2 separate regions of the Triticum aestivum genome follow, and region 2 is linked to region 1. The links are chromatin contacts, called in public Hi-C maps. All regions are on one chromosome and are shown on one strand. The core of a region is the stretch at or near the end of the contact, and the rest is flanking DNA. Distances in the headings are between cores, read along the strand shown. Region 1 holds the start of LOC123044286 (histone deacetylase 5). Region 2 holds the start of LOC123044288.

Region 1 (6,239 bases), core at 998-3,497:
CGCGGGCGCGTCTGCCACATCGGACCAGCAGTCCTACCCCACCATAATTTGCATCAAATCTACCAAACCTTCCTCCTCCTCCCGCCTTCCTCCTACCTTTCCCGCGTTAGAGCCCTCGCCGTCCACCACCCTTGCTCTCCATCCTCACCACCGGTCTTGATCCGTCGCCCTAGATGTCGTCCAACTCGTTTGCTACCGTAGCGACAAAGACTACGTCCGCCTCCTCCGTCAGCGTCCCGTCCTAGGCTTCGTCGTGCAAGGTGGAGAACATCGACCGAAGGATCCGGCGATGCTAGCAGCGAGAGAGGGAAGCAGACATGGACGAGCAACTTCCCCCCTGCTGCGCCCGAAACTCCGCATCCCATCCATCCGTCTGTAGACGTGGATTGCGCCGTAAGACCACTTTGGGACAGAGGAGGATCCCACGGACAGTTGGGGCATTCTAGAGAGCTTTCCGCCCACGCAGATGCTGATGGTGGACGTATGTCACTCGTCGCAACTCGTTCGGGCATGGACAAGCATGGGCGCCGGTGGCGCCTGGGCTGCCCACGACCTGTTCGACGGAATGACACAACAAGAGTCGTATGTTCTTGTTGCTCCTATCCGATCACTGCCTTGCATAGACCGCTAGTTCATTTTGGACATCATGATTGCTTGCAAACCATGATCGTTTTGGAGGTGTTCCCGTCGAACATGATCAATGACAATCAAGGTCCGATCTATATGGAGTACGAATTAGGGGATCCAACTTGCACTACATTTGAAGTTGGGACAACATTCGATCCCAAGTCGAGCAATAAGAAGTAGAAGGGAAAGACGACGAAGGCAAGAGGTCTCACAACTTATGAGGATATCTTGTTGGTCAAACTTGGTTGGCCACAACAATGGATCCAATATGCGGCACTGAGCAAAAGGGAAACAAGTATTGGGAGAATATTTGGAAGGAATATCACGAACAAAAGAAATATGTGGAGCCGCATCCTATCGTCACCAACTGCAATGTGGCATCTCTCCAACATCAATGGGGGGTCACTCAAGGGGAAGTAACAAGTACGTCATCTACTACTCACAAGTGACCAAACGCCCTCAAAGTGGGATGGGAGTGGCAACTCACGTAAGCTACTTCATCTTGTCATCATTTTCGTGGGCTTGTTTGTTTTGCATTCTCGTGCTTGTATAATGTTGTTTGCTAGATGGCGGTGGTGACCACTTTGTATCACGAAATGGAGAAGAAGCCATTTACTTTTAAACATTGTTGGATCATAATGAATGGCATGCCAAAGTGGACACAACTTGTGGCCGATCTCAAGGCCGACAAGAAGAGGAATGATGGCTCAAGCTACCACCAATCAATTGGTTTGGACGATGAAGAGGAAGATATTGTCATCGAGAATGGGAGATCCACCGTGCCAAAGGATAACCGACAAGTCATGGGAAACAAGTGGGAGAAGGCAAGGGCCTCCCGTAATGCCGCGGCTACAAAAATGTCCTCCACATGGATGAGCATTTTTCGGCGAGGGAGAGGAGAGGTACAAGCTCACGTTGGATGCGCAAAAGAAGAGGATGGATTGAAACTGAAAGAGGACGGAGAAGAAGCTGGAAATTGAGAGAGAGAAAATCGAGTTGGAGAAGTAAGATGCGGCGATCAAATGGGAGCTCGAGAAGGCAAGACATTTGGAGAGACTGCGCTTGAGAAGGAAAGGTTGCAACTCGCACGGGACGTGGAGGATGCGAAGATCATGTTGGCGGACGAAACCCTCTTGGATATGCATGCAAAGAAGTGGCTTGTAGAGAAAAATAAGGAGATCAACGACCATGGGGAGTACGAGGCAGCGAGGACGGCTGCGGCGGCAGCGGAGCATGCGGCCCGAATGGAAGCGGAGCAGGACACAAGGATGATGCTCGGCGAGTGATCCGGCCAGTTGTTGAGGCATCCATCACGCTCAAACATTGATTTCATTTTGGCATGTTCGGATTGTCGTTGAACTATGATTTACTTTGTTTTGTTTCGAACGGTTGAATTCGGACAATTTGTATCGTATGAGCGATATGTGACAACCCATATAAACGTACTTGGGCATTTGAGGGACGGTACGTGCCAATTCTGGCGGTAGATTTTTTTTTTTTGGCAAAAGTTCGGCGGAATCTTTTGCCGCTACGCGAATTCGAAGTCTCGCCCAGATCAAAACTCAGAAAGCCCGGAGCACCCACTTCCAGGTGGGGCCCAACGCCAGCACGCGCAGGCGCAGGCACGCACACAAGACAAGAGGCTCCACCAACCTGAGGGGCAACCAACCAGTCCAGTCCAGTCGTCTTCCCCATCTCCGCTCCACCCCAATTTTCGACCCGTCTCGCCCCTTTGCCCCCCCCCGTCTCTCCGCCGCCTGCGCTAGGCGATCGCCGGCGCAGGATGGCGGCGGCTGGTGCAGCGACGCCGGTGGGCGCAGCGCCCAGGGTGGGGCTGCTGTACGACGATAGGATGTGCGCGCACGCGACGCCTGACGGGGAGAAGCACCCGGAGAACCCCGAGCGGCTGCGCGCCATCCGGCGCAAGCTCGACGCCGAGGGCGTCGCGTCCAGGTACGCGCTACCCGCGACTCTGTAAGCGAGAACGCCGTAATTTCGTGTGAGGATCCGCGAGGAGGCGTTCGTGCCCCCCCTTTTTTTTTGCATAAAAATACCGTTCCGTCGAAACGCCGGGATGGGAGGTCCTCGCGCGCTTCCGCTGTGTTAATGTATTCCTGTTGCGATTTACGACTGTGGCCATGCCCATTTCGATCTACCAGAAACTGTATTTTTGGTCTCGTGAAAAACTAAATAATAAATGAATCAGTATCCATGATTATAACTGTATGCTTATGTTTTGATTAACATTTGAAGTGGCCCAAATGTTAAAGGGCCTGAGAAAGGGAGGAGAGTAGAGAGATTTTTCATACAACGGGTTCAAGCATGCATGCACTGTAGCTGCTGAAAGGAATTTAGTCCTGGTATTTGTGCAATTTCGGGTAATGGATAGTCAAGCCCTTGCTTGTGTACAGTAGTAACTTGGATGCTACTAGAGTTAAGTTTGAACATTAGCATTATATCGTCTGTCCTATCCACTGTTTGCATTGCTTTGATTAGCTTAACAACTGTATGACTTTGCAAGGTTCTGCGGCTGTAGTTTAACATAAGTTTCTTCCAGGTGTGTGGACATGAAGGCAAAGGAGGCCAAAGAAAAATATATAGCCTCTGTCCATACCCCAAATCATATAAAACTGATAAGGGATATCAGCTCGAAGGAGTATGATTACCGTCGAAACAAGACTGCTAGGAAATTCAATTCCATTTACTTCAATGAGGGCTCCTCAGAGTCTGCTTTCCTTGCAGCTGGTTCTGTCATCGAGGTAATTTAGCGTGTACTTTTCCTGCATTACATATGTACGGTCCATAGTCTTGTACAACAGTTTTTGTTCCATTGATCTTGAGTGCTGACACAACAATTCATTTGACAAGTAGGTTGCTGAGAAGGTTGCGGCAGGTGAGTTGAGTTCTGCTATCGCTCTTGTCAGGCCTCCAGGCCACCATGCTGAACATAATGAGCCAATGGGATTTTGTCTCTTCAACAACGTGGCTATTGCAGCAAATTATCTCTTAAATGAGAGGGTACATATTTGAAACTTCCCTTTGATTTTTCTAGTTAAGATCAACTTGTGCTACTTTTGTTCATCATTTTCTACGCGAAGTAAAAAAAAGCACTAGGCGCTGATTGTGCGTTTTGCCACCGCCTTGTGCTTTTCTGACCAAAGCGCATGCTTAAGCGCAGTTATGCACATATTCAGCGCTTGGCATTTTGCTATCGCCTAGAGCCTTGGCACGCCTTTTTAAACTATGTTTCTATGTAGGAACAATCATCACAATTTGTTATGATGTGATCTACTAAGAAGATGGATTATTTTCTGATCTTCTCTGTTCTGTTACAGCCTGACCTAGGTATCAACAAGATATTAATCGTCGATTGGGATGTTCATCATGGAAATGGCACACAGAAGATGTTTTATAGTGACTCTCGTGTATTGTTCTTTTCAGTGCACAGGTATGACACATCACCTTGGCATTGCTTTGCATGCTTTGTTTAGACTCCAGACATTTTTTCCCACAAACCAAACCACTGCATTTATATGCATTAGAGAGAAAGAAAAGTCTAAGATTAGACTTTAGACTAGCCATATAACCTTCACGATATGATATTCGTGAAGCCATGACAGATTTGTTGCTTACAGTTTCAAGGTTTACTGCTCTTTGAATGGATGTAGTTTGCTGAGCATGTTTCTGACAGTGCATCCTTGCAGTTGATAGAAATCTGGAAACTCCATTTCTTACTTACATGGCATTACAAACCCCATTTTCATATGAGTGAGCTGATCTGACTGCAGTACTGTTTGATATTGTACCTGTAACGATTGGGATGAAGTCTCCTTGTACCACCAATCCACCCTGATAATCTCATGCAATACACTCTTTAGAATATGAAGAAGTTATACAATATCTATTGCTACATTATGCATTGCATGTTGATTCAGTTGGGCTGTATAACACAATGTAAATGCTTGAGCCCAGTCTGCGAGTAATGTGCCAAGGGACCTATTAAGTATTAATCTGTTGTCAATGGAAGAATCTATAGCTGATAACTCTATGCTGTAGGTTTATTCCTTTTTTTGTTTCATCATGGTCATTTTATACTTTCTAGCTCGACACTACTAATATTGGATCGACCTGCATTATGTGTGCCAATCAACATTGTATGGTTACTTTATCAGTCATTTGAATTGTCAACTGCACACCCTTGATTCTGCTTATATATGATAGTAATTGATTAATTGCATTTACTTACTATTGCTAGCTAAGTTTCCCATGCAACTGCAGGGCTATATACTACAATTCATGTTTATATTAGAAAGAGTTGCTTGTAATGTAACTTCAGTGCTTATGATTGAAAACCGAGTAGTACTTGTTATACAACTCTTGCTCTATTATATTTGATTAATTTGCACCATCATAATCTGGACCAACCAAAATACATGATGTTGAAATCTATCTTTTTCCTCTGACAAATGTGAGAATGTCCAGTCTCCCAGCAACGCTGAAGCTTCTTCTAACAATAAGTATATTAGATGCCTGAAGAAACCTGCAGTTTCTAACTGCTTATTGTTTAAGTTTACAACTGTACATGTCTTAGCTTACAATGAATCAACGGATTGTAACTTGCCATGTGCGGTAAAGGCCTCTCCTAGAACTATCCAACCAATTCTGATATTGTGAAATCTCAAACTTACACAGCTGTTCCATTGCATTATTATAGAAGCCAAACTTTTCTGGCCTGTGTCATGTGGTATTCTGTTGATCCTTCAATAGTGTGTAAACTATTATTCCAATGTTTGCTTTGTAGATTTGATTACGGAAGCTTCTACCCTTGTGAAGGGGATGCATCTCACTGTTTCATTGGGGAAGGAGCTGGTGAAGGGTACAACATTAATGTGCCCTGGGAGCATGGTAAATGTAGTGATGCAGATTATGTTGCTGCATGGGACCATGTACTGCTTCCTATTGCAGAAGCATTTGATCCTGATATAATATTACTGTCTGCTGGGTTTGACGCAGGTAGGCAGTTGAAAAATTCTTAGAAACTATCTTATCCGTAAAAGTTAAACACGTCTAACCAAATCTAGGCATTTCTTACTTGTGAAGCCTGACTGTTGATATATACTGACATTGTAGTTTATTCTGTGGGCTAGAAGTGCCTGCTTTGAGTAGTACATCTCATATACCTGATTTCTTTCTTGCATAACCATTGAGATATTCACTGATGATATTTTGATAATCGCTGGGACTTCGTTGTATTGTATTGCTATTACATGGCAATGGAATCGGATCTTCTGTGTATGTCATGTAGTAATCATGCATGTTATTGTTACTCACTGGTTTTGAATATCTTCTCCCTTTTTTTGGTAGCAATGGGTGATCCTCTTGGTGGTTGCTGCATCACTCCAGATGGATATGCACTGCTACTAACAAAGGTATGCATTTGCAGGCTTGCATAAAAATGACCTTTTATTTAACTCACTGAACCATGCACTCTCCTGGCCTTAAAAACATTGATCATGACTCAGTGAACCATGCACTCTCCTGGTCTTAAGAAATATTGATCATGCTTGACCTTGGAGTTTAGATATGCCAGAATAATGTTTATCTGTTTGCCA
Region 2 (6,136 bases), core at 2,774-5,273, 450 kb before region 1:
TGTACAACCCATTTCATTTTTCTTCTGCGCCAGATTGTGATATCCAGCAATTCAAATGCTAGTAGCAGAAGTATAGAGTCTATAATTGATAATCAGCAAATGAGAATGACATATCATTATGAATTGGTGTTTATATATACAAAGCTTCAAGCTAATACAATTGATGATATGGTTGGGGGATGAATTTCATCTCTCCTTTTATCTCAGCAGAAACTGGTGCTCGGTGAGGTAGCTGCAGTGTGCTGAACAATTAGGGAAACACGCAAACCTGTGTATTTTAAACATAAAGTTCCTGATGATCCTTTTTCTTAACCCTGAAACTGTAGAATAATTATTCTACGGTATATTTTCATTAATGTATAATATGTACAAACATAATAAAATACTCCCTCATATCCATATTACTTGTCTTAGATTTGTCTAAATACGGATCTATCTAACACTAAAACATGTCACATTCGTATCTAGACAAATCTAAGACAAGTAATGAATCGGAGGGAGTACAAGATCGAATAATATGTACAAACATAAATTTCCTGATGATCTTTAGCTGTCATCTTTAACTTGTGCAGCCACATTGACTCCTGGGCGATGTTGCAGAAAGAACAAGACCGAATAAACATTTAGGCTGGAGTGATACTGCCCAAGGTGATCATGGAGGCATATGCACGAATGCATTGATGGGCGCCGGCAACAAGAAGGATCATAGGGTGAAAGTGATGTTTTTACAGCTTTGCTAGAGACCCATTTGCAGCTTAGCTGATGCTCTATGTTTTGTAATAACAGGAGATGTTAGTGTTTATTTCTGCTTTGGTTAAGCTCTGTAAGGCAGTTATACCGTGGCAGTTTCTTTAGTGTAAATCAACAGAAGGGCCCGTTGTTTACAAAAAATTGCCATTTTTTATGCAACAGATTCTGCTAGTGCTGAAGGAAGCACTATCAGCACTTGAACTATCTATATTAGAAGAACCAAAAGACTTCAGATAGTAAAGGAACAATACTGAGAAAAAAGAGAATGTTTCAGAAAAAAATGAGAAAAAGGGAAACTCTGAATCAGCATCGATAGCATTTATTTGGTGTCTTGCATGACCAGTAATATTCACATCACTGAAGTTTTGTTGCAGCAAACAAGGCTACAGCCTCCAACAGTGGTCATCCGACACATATTTTAATGATTTTGTAACAAGTTTGTTGTGTGCATATTTGGATGCAGAGACAGGGAGAGTGTTCTCTTCCTTCATCTAAATAAAACGAGAAGGTTACTGACTGATAGGTCCTACGAGCCTACAGCACCATGAATGATATGAAGACAACGGAATTGGATAAGGAATAAGCAACATTTAGCATATGTGAACAGAGGATAAAATCATAATTTGGATGTTTATAGAAAAGAACCTGCTTTATTTGGTTTATGACATTATAACCTCCAGTAATCATAAAATTAACCGTAGCATCTTCCCACCAAGGAAGCAGGCAGTGTAGACGGCCAATCTGTAATGAATAATAAATTAATACAAGAAAAAACACATGACTTGTAACCCAAAAGTAAAGAGGAAACTAAATGGTTCCAATTGCGCGCGGTGATACCTGCACACTGTTAAAAACAGGATATCAGGTATACCTAAGCAGAATTCGACTGGCAAGAAATATATGATTGGGATGCAAAGCACTACCTCTATAACTAAATATAAGATGTTTTTGCAGTTCAATTACAATATTGCAGCATGAAGCAAAAAAAGGTTTGTATGTTTTTGACACATCAAATGCAGCATGACAGTTAACTTGTTAAGTACTTGCACATTGGGCATTTTTTTGGCATTTTTTGTCTTTTAGCTTACTAATACACAACAACACGCATTTACGTGTGTGTTCAAGAAAAAAAAGTTTCTTGAAGAATGATAGAGAAAACCGCATACTAGAAAGGTATGAGTACGCCTCATAAAGTGGAGTTAACTGATAGACCAACAACCAGAATATGATAGTTGTTCCGTTCAGTAAGGAATGTACAGATACTTACCTGCACCCAATCAAAGAATCCATCTGGAATATTATAAAATGCCAAGCGTGTAGCGAATAGTCGTAGAGGAAGACTCTTCAGTACAAAAACCTGGGGAGCAAAGAATTACACTGTATTCCAGCCAAAACATATGAACATACCACTGGATCGGTTTGACACAAACAAAAGATAATAATACAATATGAGCATTCTTTAGGACAAGCATAATCATCATAAAGTAAAATAAATATGCATACAGTAAGCATGGGCATCAGGAGTTCAGGACACAAAAACTAAACAGTAACAGCAAAAGATATCAACAGAAACAGAATGATTCGACACTGAAATAAAGCTACGTTGAAGCAAAGCATGCAGCTCAGTAAAACACTCACCCCAGCATATGGAACAAATTTAGGCATTCTGGTCATATCTTTTGTGCCCTCCGCATATACACTTGCACCAATGAAGATTAATTTTGATACCTGCGATGAAGATGAAGTTGGCTTCTTGTAACAAAGCTTGCGGATTTGTCCAGTTACAGAAAAGTACATACAATTCGCATCAGTGACAGCATTAAAAATATATATCTTTAGTTTTTGGTACTACTCCTACGTGCTAGACTGCTAGGTAAGAAATGAAGAGGACAGAGTATTTCTTAAAATGCTGGTACCGCTTCCGGATAGTTGACTGCGAAATCAATGGCAACAGCAGCACCCAGGCTAGGCCCAACTAGTACCATAGGCCTTTTGATGTAGGATCTCCAGAACTACACAAAGAGTTTATCAAGATGTAAGGATATTACCACTGTAATCATAAAAACAGTTTTACTACAAAATCATAAAAACTGGTCTTAAAAGACTGAGCATATTTAAACAAGGAAAGGCAAGCTGAAAACTTGCTTAAAAAAAGCGCAGTAATACATAATCCAGAAACCCAGTCCTTATTTTGGAATAGAAGCTAGTTTTTGTGCAGCTCTGAGCAAGGCTGAGACTTCAGTTACTTATCAAACCCACTCTGAATTAAACAGGACATTTGGAGACTAGGAAGTAGGAACTGAACTCATCACATGGACATTATCTACATGTACACCAGCAGTAGTAGTTAACTTGTATACCTGATAAAGATGCTCGCGCTTAGACACAATATCACAGGGTGGCCTTGTTTCTACGATCCAATCGATCAATATATCAGAAGTTGTCACAACTTGCAACTGTGGCAAGCACAATTATAGAACCAATTCCAACGATATGCAGCAGAGTGAGGGCATACCTAAATTAGAGAAGCCCCATCCAAGAATGTCCACAGCCCAAGTCTCCAACCCAGCATCCTCCAGCAAAGGGTAGGTATACCTCCACTCTAAACAAGAACTGCATCTAACACTTTTAGAGTGTCCATCCTGCTAAATGCATGGTAAAAGTAGAAGAAGACTCTTGTGGCAGCACCCCATTGAGACCGGAATTAGACATTGCAGGTCGAACGGTAAGATAGGCAGCGCCCCAAAATTTGGTGTTGCATTGCACGAACCTGTCGAAGCCGTGGAGCAGCACGACCGGATCGGCGCTCTGCTGCTGCTTGAGTGGCCTCACGCAGCTGCTCGGTATCGGGCTCTTGGAGAAGCCGGTCTGGAGTGGGAATCGGTTAAGAAAAAATTCAGCACGGGTGTTACTACGGCAGATTATCAACAGAAAAGCAAAATTACGGCAGTTTGCGGAGAAGCTATCTCGCCTGGACGGGCACGCGCTCGATTCGCTTGGTGAGGCGGAGGGCGGCGCCGTCGCGGATGCGCTCGACCGCCCTGGGCAGGAACGGCGGGAAGTCGTTGGCGGCGGCGGCTCGGCCGGTGGCGCCGACGTCGGCGGAGGCCGCGACCCTGAACCGGGCCCTCCGTGGCGCCGGGGGCGGCAGCGCCGGCGAGGTGGAGAGGGTGAGCAGCGGCGGCATTGGTGGAGTTAGCCGGTCGCCCCGCGCGCTCGTTGGAGTGTGTGGGTTGAGCGGATGTTATGGGGCGCCAAGGGGGCGGTGGGCACCTCGTGGCCCCCGCCTGGCAGCCTGTGCTGCTGCCGCTACGTCGACACGCGTGGTGGGCGTGCAAAATTGCACGGAAACGGTGGCACGCAACGGGCCTTCCACCGGCGATCGCGTCCGAGCTTTGCTTCGGCAGTGCAATCAGCCTTCGGCCGTTAACCGTTCTCGGCAAACTCCAAGTACCGACACATCGATTCCTGAGCTGAGCTGAGCTGAGCTGGGTCCTTCACGGGTGTGACCCGCCGACGAACCCTGTAGCACCGTCACGACGCGCGTCCAGCGTATGGGCGCGGAAAGTGCCACGCTGCGTGGCACACAAACATGCACGCATCACGTGGCGGCCGGCGACGATCGCGACCGACGTCCATGTATGTGGAGTGTGCTGAGTAGCAATTTTTTCATTAATAAATTAATCAACGAATAAATTACTAACATAGACATTGGCATAAATAAACACGTTGATATCGAATCACCAAAGCGCATGCTACGCTAATAGCAGATATATCTATGTATAACATTAGCATGGCTAAAACAGAATCAATAAAAGCAGGATAAACGAATTATGCCCTCCATTCGGCCAAGTAGAGGCCGCGGCAGTGGCGGTAGCAGCGGTGGCGTCATCAATGGCCTTCTTTTCGGTTTCAAGCTTCTCAGCGACAACACGCTCGACTTCAGCGGACATGGTGACGATGAAGACGATGCAAATGTAGATGATGCAGCCAGTGACGGAGCTAGCATTTGAGAACAGGGTGGTCCGCCCTTCCCAAAAAACGAAAAAAATGACATGTGAATGTTCTAACTAATTATTAATATCACATAGAAATAGATTAATATGGTCTTACAAACACACTAAAATTCTCAACTAAGTCTAAGTAATTCTCAATTAAGTCCAAGTTTTGCATAAAGAAGCCTACATGGTATACTAGATGGAGCATAGTACATACCTTGAGAAGTTCAAAAAGACTATATTTCTGGGCTACGCTTTTGCAATGCCATGAAGGTATAAATTATATCATCTTCATTTACCTCGGAGAAAATATCCCTCTCAATGTATGTGACTAGGCAATCATTCAAAAGGTTATCACCCATCTCATTTCTCAACTTGCTCTTTACTAAACTCATAGCTAAAAATGCTCTCTCAATATTTGTCGTGGCCACCAATAGAATCGGTACCAACTTTAGCAGCAAGTACACCCAATTATGAATAATATGTCTCCCTGTTTGAAGAAGCTCAACCGAGAGATCAACAAGATTTCGATGGCCACATCTGGCATAGCCTCTGCCTTCTTCTTCCCTTTCTTCATAGCTTCTCTTTGAAAAAGAAAACAATGTATCTGGTCCTCTTCATTTCTTCAACAATTCTGCAATAAGAATTACTTTCTAATAATAAAGCTATTTGGGGGAGAAATGATGTGCAAAATTATGCAGGTGTTCGGTTATCTATTGGATAGCATAGCACAGAACAAATAAACCATAAATTAGAAATTAGGAATCGGAAATTGGGCAGTTCATACCTTAAATCGGGCTCAGCTGAGTTGCTACCGTAGGACAGGCAGGGGCACTGGGGCACTGGGCGGCCGCGGCCGGCTTAGTAGGGGCGTCAGGCAGGCAGGGGCAGGGACGCGGCACCGCATACGTGCAGGGCAGAGGCGCACGCGCACGCGCAAGCAGCTCGCAGGGGGGCGGAAAAGGGAAAGGGATCCTCCTAGCTCGATGTAGTCGCTGGCTCGATCTGGACGAGGAGTGTGTTGTGGCTGCATCAGTTGGGCTGCGTTCGGGTTATTGGGCTATTTTTTTTCTCTCTCTAGCCCAGTAACAGATCCATAGGTATATAGGTTAACCCAAAATCCCAGGGTGGGCCGCGGCCCACCCTGGCCACCCTGTAGCTCCGCCCATGGATGCAGCGGATGTGGACGAACGGCGGCAAGCAGTCGCGTAGGGGACGCTCCCCAAAAAACTAATCGTGCCTTTTCCGTACAGAATCCGAAGAGGCGGGTTTTCGGAGGCTTGGTCTTCCATCAATGGTGTACGCGTTGGATGGGATGGGATCACCGGCGGCATCACCAACAAAGGAACGACAACGACCGTGAAGGCAGATGCGATATGTCTCGTGTG

Evidence for each region. A called contact is a pair of places that touch in the nucleus more often than the background predicts.
Region 2: a contact with region 1 is called in a Hi-C map of leaf, with 6 times the contacts expected there. The contact joins the promoter of LOC123044288 here to the promoter of LOC123044286 in region 1. A contact is called at or near these places in 2 of 5 Hi-C or Micro-C datasets (both in leaf).

The regions. Positions count from the first base shown.
Region 1 is chr2B:191,719,018-191,725,256 of IWGSC CS RefSeq v2.1, reverse strand. LOC123044286 (histone deacetylase 5) reads left to right here and starts at 2,247. Exons shown (of 13, transcript XM_044466991.1): 1 at 2,247-2,580; 2 at 3,185-3,386; 3 at 3,499-3,645; 4 at 3,963-4,075; 5 at 5,429-5,640; 6 at 5,992-6,056. The coding sequence starts at 2,411.
Region 2 is chr2B:192,169,342-192,175,477 of IWGSC CS RefSeq v2.1, reverse strand. LOC123044288 reads right to left here and starts at 4,023. Exons shown (of 11, transcript XM_044466992.1): 1 at 3,722-4,023; 2 at 3,521-3,618; 3 at 3,266-3,363; 4 at 3,111-3,160; 5 at 2,667-2,762; 6 at 2,389-2,478; 7 at 2,018-2,107; 8 at 1,396-1,491. The coding sequence starts at 3,937. LOC123044289 (a long non-coding RNA gene) reads left to right here. Exons shown (of 9, transcript XR_006419913.1): 9 at 601-865.